Linked DNA regions of Macaca mulatta: region 1 is linked to region 2. A link is a contact called in public Hi-C data. All regions are on one chromosome and are shown on one strand. The core of a region is the stretch at or near the end of the contact, and the rest is flanking DNA. Distances in the headings are between cores, read along the strand shown.

Region 1 (3,475 bases), core at 709-3,208, 150 kb before region 2:
CCTTAGGCAGAGCTTTCTTTCTGTCCTTGCATGGTGAAAAGGTTGTGGGCTGGTGTTCTTCCCCCCAACCCCACCCACCCCTTTATAAGGCCCCACCCTCATGACTTAAATCACCTCCTAACACCATCACCTTAGGGGTTAGGACTTCCACCTATGAATTTTGGAGGACATCAACATTCAGTCCATAGCCTTTATCTTAGGAGCTAGAGGGGGACTTATAAAGGGCAGAGGTTAGAAAGATGGTGCTTAGGCCGGGCGCGGTGGCTCAAGCCTGTAATCCCAGCACTTTGGGAGGCCGAGACGGGCGGATCACGAGGTCAGGAGATCGAGACCATCCTGGCTAACACGGTGAAACCCCGTCTCTACTAAAAAATACAAAAAACTAGCCGGGCGAAGTGGCGGGTGCCTGTAGTCCCAGCTACTCGGGAGGCTGAGGCAGGAGAATGGCGTGAACCCGAGAGGAGGAGCTTGCAGTGAGCTGAGATCCGGCCACTGCACTCCAGCCTGGGTGACAGAGCAAGACTCCGTCTCAAAAAAAAAAAAAAAAAAGAAAGATGGTGCTCAATAAACCAGAATATTGGCCAGGCACAGTGGCTCATGCCTGTAATCCCAGCACTTTGGGAGGCTGAGGCAGGCAGATTGCTTGAGCTCAGGGCTTTGAGAACAGCCTGGACAACATGGCAAAACCCCGTCTCTACAAAATATACAAAAATTAGGCAGGCATGGTGGCGCATGCCTGTAGTCCCAGCTACTCAGGAGGCTGAGGTGGAAGAATCACCTGAGCCTGAGGAGGTGGAGGCTGCAGTGAGTCAAGATCTCACCACTGCACTCCAGCCTGGGTGTCACAGTGAGACTCTTGTCAAAAAAAGAAAAATAAAACAAAAAAAACCCAGAATATTATTCTAGCCCAAACCTTGTGATTCTTCTACTTTGGTAACTTTTTGACTATTTGGGGTCATCTAACTCCGGTCGATTGGACAGATATGGTTGATATTGATAGTTTATCCACTTTTGACTAAAACAATAGACTACATACGACTACATTTGAAAACCAAATCCCAACGGGCAGCCAGCAGAGGCTGGGGACTGCCCGAAGCCTGGGCCTACCCAGAGGGTCAGCTGGGGTTGTCAGCCTGCCTGAGCAGGCCCTACGGGTGGGTCCTGCAAGGAAGCGGGCAGGAGTGAGGCAGCTTTGCAGGCACTCCACACCCACTTCAGGAGAACTATCACTTCTCCTCCTGAAGAATACTCTGCTTTTCACCAAAACAGGGCAACATTTGCCTTTGTCACAGATGTTCCTCACTGGAAGCCCCCTGCCAGGACTGTATCTGCTTCGGTATCTTGGGGATGCTGGTAAAAATCGGGAGCAACTTCAAGCGTCCGTTTCACTTGGGGCCAGAGGCTTCCTAACAAGTGGTCGGGGTAAATTGTGGTGAACAAAACAAGATGGAGTATGAAAAGGCCCGAATACGGTTGTCCCTCTGCGCTGGGAGCATTTTGAGAGGATGGGACTCTACCCAGGGATGCTCAGAGGCAAGGGTTCAGGAACAAAAAAGCCTCCATTTGCCTCCCTGTCATAGAGATCTCATCTTCGTGTCCTGGAAAGTGAGTGACACACTCTCCTTCAACCTGGAAAGGCTCCTGCTTAACCGGGACTTCACCCACCTCGAGCCCACCACCCTTTAAGAAAGGGGGTGCCAGTCAGGGCGCGGCGGTGGGGGACAGCGTCTAAAATAAATTAGACCCCATTTCCTAAGCGCCTCTCGACGCCAACTGCCAGTCAACCCCCTCCCCTGAAGCCTGCGGGTTCCCTGCTCACCCCACCTGCGGGTGCCGCCCCTGGTCCCTGGCTCCGGCGAGGGAGGAGCGCGCGCTCGGGTGCGAGCAGGACACGGCCCGGCCGCGCAGGGCGGCGGCGGCGGAGGAGGAGGAGGGCGCTGAAGCCACACCCATCGGCGAGCCGATTCCGGGGCAGCGAGTCGTCGGCCGCCGCGCTCGAGCCTCCGCCCGCACCGAGCCGCGGGACCCGGGCCGTACCGGGGAGGGGCCGCTCCGGGCCGCAGCGCGAGGGCAGCTAGGGGCGGAGGGGACCCGACACCGGGCGGGGCCGGCGGCAGCGACCATGATCGCTTTGTTCAACAAGCTGCTGGACTGGTTCAAGGCCCTATTCTGGAAGGAGGAGATGGAGCTCACGCTGGTCGGGCTTCAGTACTCGGGCAAGACCACCTTCGTCAACGTGATCGCGGTACGAGGGCGTCGGGTGCGGGGTCCCCGGGAGCGGGCCGCGGGTCGGGCCTGTCCCCGCCCGCGCCGCGCCCTGCTGAACCGGGGTCGCCGCCTGGCATGGCCGGGCACGGCCGGGCGCCGGGCGGGGGAGGAGCTGGCCCCGAGTGCTTGGGGCCTAGTACGGCCCGTGCCGTGGGGGACCGGAGCGGCGCGCGACCCGCTCTCCCACCCGGGCCGGTACTGCACGGCTGGGGGCAAGGGAAGGGGGACTAACAGACAGGGCCGGTGCCACGGGGCAGGCGGCACCGAGGGGCTCTCGAGGCAGGAGGGACCAGCTGCCGGCTGAGACGGGCCCCCTCTGGCCCCCGCGCAAGGGGGCATGACGGAGCGAAAGTGCCCGGGCCTTCCTGTCCCGCGGGTAGAGGGTCACGGGACAGGACGGCCGACAGGCTTGGGGCGGGGGTCTGAGCAAGCCCAGCCCCACCCAGAGGGCTTAACCCCTCTTTGCCGGAACCGGAAGCCCCGGCCCTATTGAGGGGGAGGGGAGGTATCCCCCGGGGGTAGAGAACTCAGCTGAGGCCCTTGGCTCAAGCCCAGACTCCTCCCCAACCTCTCCCCGACCCGCAGTGTCTAGCTGGGGGTCCAGGGAGGATGGCATGGTAACCGGAGTTTGGAGACTCCGTCTGGCTCAGAAGTTGCAGGAGGAGGTGCTCCGGACAAGAGAGGATGAGGTGCAGGGGCACTGCCCGCTGGGGCCTTGGGAGAGTGGCTCTAAGGGCTTTGGGTAGTCAACACTGAAGTGGGTGATTGTAAGTCTTTCAGTGCCAGGGGAGTGGTGGGGAAGGAGTTAAAATCTCTCTCAAAAAAAGGGGAAGATGAGTTCCATGGGTGTGAGCTGAGGCTGCAGTAATGGCTGCGGCCTGCCTGTCAGAGCTAGGCTAGACAGGGCTTGTGGGTCGAGGAAGTGTGGGACAGGGACTGGGGTTGTCCAGGGACCTGGCCCCAGTCCCAAAGCTGAGGTTTCCAACAACTGTGAGTTGGCCAGATAGTGACCAAAGATGCTGATGAGATAGGTCAGCAGAGGAATGTGTCCAGCCAGCCTCGGTACCTCCACCTGTCATGTTGTTGCCCTGCCTTGCAGAAGATGGGCCTCCCGGACAGTTCTCAGCATCCCAGAAGGCAGGGTATGTCACTTCATTGGACCTGAGGCATGAAGGCAGATGGAAGGCTCAAGGGGCGGGCACCCTGA
Region 2 (3,419 bases), core at 231-2,730:
AAGCCCTCCCTGCCGGAGTTGCCAGAATCCACACGGATAAGTTCATCCCTGCTCTCTGGACTCCATCCAATCTCTGGTTCACTGGACCCAGTTTTCCGGTGCCTTCTGCTGCCCTCTAGTGGTCAGAAGCCTGACTATCTGGGTCACGTCATTCAACGAAGAGGGAACGCATAGTATTAATATATTTACCAAGCACTTTTCAACATATTCTCTCATTTAATCCTCACACCAAAAAAGTCCTGTAAGGAATGCATGGTTATTCCCATTTTATAGACAAGAAAGTTGCAGCGTGGAGGGTTCCCTTAGAATGGCTTGCCCAGGCCACACAGAGTTGGTGAAGGGGTGGGGCTGAGATTCACACCCAGGTATGCAGGTGTGTTGTACATGAAACCCTTGCTCTTTCCCTGCACAGGACTCAGAGTCTTCCCTCCCAGCTCCATGGTCAGAGCCCTTGCCTTCCCTGTGGGTAGAGTCCCCCATGTCTGTGGTTGTCTCTATGGACTCAGCCTGAAACACAATGGACAGGGTCTTATAGACCCTCCTTGAGATCCTGAATGGGGTAATACAGGTGGCTGAGGCAGGAGACTTGTAGCCAACATCTGCAACTGTGTCATCTTGGGTGAGACCCTTGGAGTCTGCGCTTGTTTCCTCATCTATAAAAAATGAGGTTGTCTGAATTCAATAATCCCTAAGATCGCTTCCAGATCTAGCATTTTGTTTGTTTATTTTGTTTTGAGGTGGAATCTCGTTCTGTCACCCAGGTTGGAGTGCAGTGGCGCGATCTCTGCTCACTGCAACCTCTGCCTCCTGGGTTCAAGCAATTCTCCTGCCTCAGCTTCCCGAGTAGCCAGGATTACAGACCACCGCCACACCCGGCTTTTTGTATTTTTAGTAGAGATGGGATTTCACCGTGTTAGTCAGGATGGACTCGATCTCCTGACCTTGTGATCTGCCTGCCTCGGCCTCCCAAAGTACTGGGATTACAAGCATGAGCCACCGTGCCTAGCCCAGATCTAGATTTTTATGCATCTAAAAATGTAGGATCCGGTGGCTCACACCTGTAATCACTCCATCTCAAAAAAAAAAAAATGTAGGATCTGTGTGACCCACCTCCATTAATGCATAACTTGCGGAGTTCCTGGCCACCCTCAGCCAGGGTGGGTGAAATGGTTACTCAAACAAAAGGTGACTCCACCTTCCACAGATACTCCTTTCTTTAACTCTATAGCCTGAGGACAAAGAAAGTCCTGCCCAGAGAATCTGCTTCTTACCTTCCTCCTCTCTGAAGCGCCTGGGTGCCTAGGAGAGAGTTAATGTCCAGGATTCCCCCCCCAACCCCACCCCCACCCCCCACCCCCGCACTGGGACAGTGCAGGCAGGAGAGCCTGGGGCTCAGTAGGATTTTCCCCAGCCCTTCAGGGGGCCTCCCCCAAGGAGCCTGAGGCAGGCACACCCTCCACCCAGTCCCTCACCCAGGAATGTGGGAGAACCGGCTTCTAGCCCCAGGGCTGCTCACGTGCTCCCTGCCCTGAAGAGTATCTGGCTGGGGCTCCCAGGATGGCGGGGTGAAGAGGAGGATGTATGAGAAAAATGAGAAGGCTCTCAGCTCCCTTGCCTTCTTGGAGCTTCCTCACCGGTGACATGGAGCTGAGATAAGGAATCCCTACAGACTAGCAGCTTGAGATAAGTGGGAAAGACTGGATTGAGGTCAGTGCCTTGGAAGCATGGGGATGGGGGTGGGGAGAAGATTCCAGGATAGTGGTCAAGAGAGCTACGGAGCAGGATGCCAGGGGCTTCCCAGTACTCTGTGATGGCAAAAACAGCCCACTGGCCTCCTCTCTCCCCACAGAGCTTGCCCACACGGCAGCACAGCCTCATCTGTGGGATGGGAGGATGCCCTACAAAAGGACAGCCACATCCAGTAGGCCTGTCGGGTACAAAGGTGGCGAGTGAGGCAGGCTACACAGCTCAGGATACCTGTGCTATGAAATGGGAACCCACAAAGTTAGTGGAGTCACAGAACGGCTGTTAGAAGAAGGACTTCCAGCCTTTCCTTCCAGTGACCTTTCATGATTACTGGGCCTGTGGGTGCTATAGATTTTTGTAAAGAGCAAGGAAAGATAGCTACTGATAAGCTAGACACCAGGTTGGGGAGAGGGGGAGGCAACTGGATAGCCCTAAAATAGTCCTTGTCAATAACATATTGCCAGGAACAGTCCTGAAAGAGCCACAGGAGTTTGCTGTCAAAATGCCAGTGCCTAGAGTGTCTCTTCCGATCCTGGGCCTCCAGATCCCTCTCCTGTGACCCACATCGCCCTCTCTGATGGTGAAGTTGAGTGTGCCATGCATGGGGCAGAGGCCTCTCCAGTCTACCACTTGGTCACTAGTCCCTTGCTCTTGCTGAGTGAAAGCAAATGGACTCATTCCCGACCCTTGTGCAGGGGAGGGAGAAAGCCTGTTTGATAACCTAAAGCCAAGGACAGAGCAGAGCTGCGAACAGAGGCTGGTTCAGGGGTGCCCTGTATTTAAAGAAAGGCAACTGAAACACACTAAATATTTCTTCCAACCCTCCCCTCATCCCACTCCCAAACCCAGATTGCTAACTGTTTAGGTCCCCATGTTGAGGCCAGGAAATCAGAATTTAATGCTAAGTTCTAAAAGACTACTGATTACCACACCATTCAAATAGTCATCCAGGAGCAAAGACAGGTGAGGCCCAGTGAAGCCTTGATGGGGAGAAGGGTAGAGAAAAAGTCGTAAGACAGTTTTTTATTTTTATTTTTGAGACAGGGTCTCACTCTGTCACTCAGGCTGGAGTTCAGTGGCACAGTCAAGACTCACTGTGGCCTTGACCTCTTGGGCTTAAGTGATCCTTCTGCCTCAGCCTCCTGAGTAGCTGAAACCACAGGCATGCACCACCACGCCCAGCTATCTTTGTGTTTTTTTTTTTTTTTTTATAGAAGTCTTGCTGTCACCCAGGCTGGAGTGCAGCGGCATGATCTCAGCTCACTGCAACCTCCACCTCCCAGGTTCAAGTGATTCTCCTGCCTCAACCTCCCAAGTAACTGGAACTACAGGTGTGCGCCACCATGCATGGCTAATTTTTGTACATATATAATTTTTGCAGTAGAGATGGGGCTTCACCATGTTGGCCACGCTGGTCTTGAACTTCTGACCTCAAGTGATCTGCCTGCCTTGGCCTCCCAAAGTGTTGAGATTACAGGCGTGAACCATCACGCCCGACCTTTTTTTTTTTTTTTTTTGGTAGAGATGAGATCCCACTATGTTGGGCAGGCTGGTCTCAAACTCCTGGGCTCAAGTGATCCTCTCACCTCAGCCTCCCAAAGTGCTGGGATTACAGGCATGAGCCACTGTGCCCAGCCCACTTTTGTTTTTTTCTTAGTGATGGAAATGATAAT

Evidence for each region. A called contact is a pair of places that touch in the nucleus more often than the background predicts.
Region 1: a contact with region 2 is called in a Hi-C map of fetal cortex germinal zone, with 4 times the contacts expected there. The contact joins the promoter of ARL8A here to the promoter of ELF3 in region 2. A contact is called at or near these places in 5 of 14 Hi-C or Micro-C datasets (CD4 T cells, blood, cortical neurons and 2 more).

What each region holds. Positions count from the first base shown.
Region 1 is chr1:59,811,147-59,814,621 of T2T-MMU8v2.0, reverse strand. ARL8A (ADP ribosylation factor like GTPase 8A) reads left to right here and starts at 1,958. Exons shown (of 6, transcript XM_078002961.1): 1 at 1,958-2,245. The coding sequence starts at 2,123.
Region 2 is chr1:59,664,529-59,667,947 of T2T-MMU8v2.0, reverse strand. It overlaps ELF3 (E74 like ETS transcription factor 3), which reads right to left and starts at 1,480. Exons shown (of 10, transcript XM_015120231.2): 1 at 1,272-1,480; 2 at 1-138.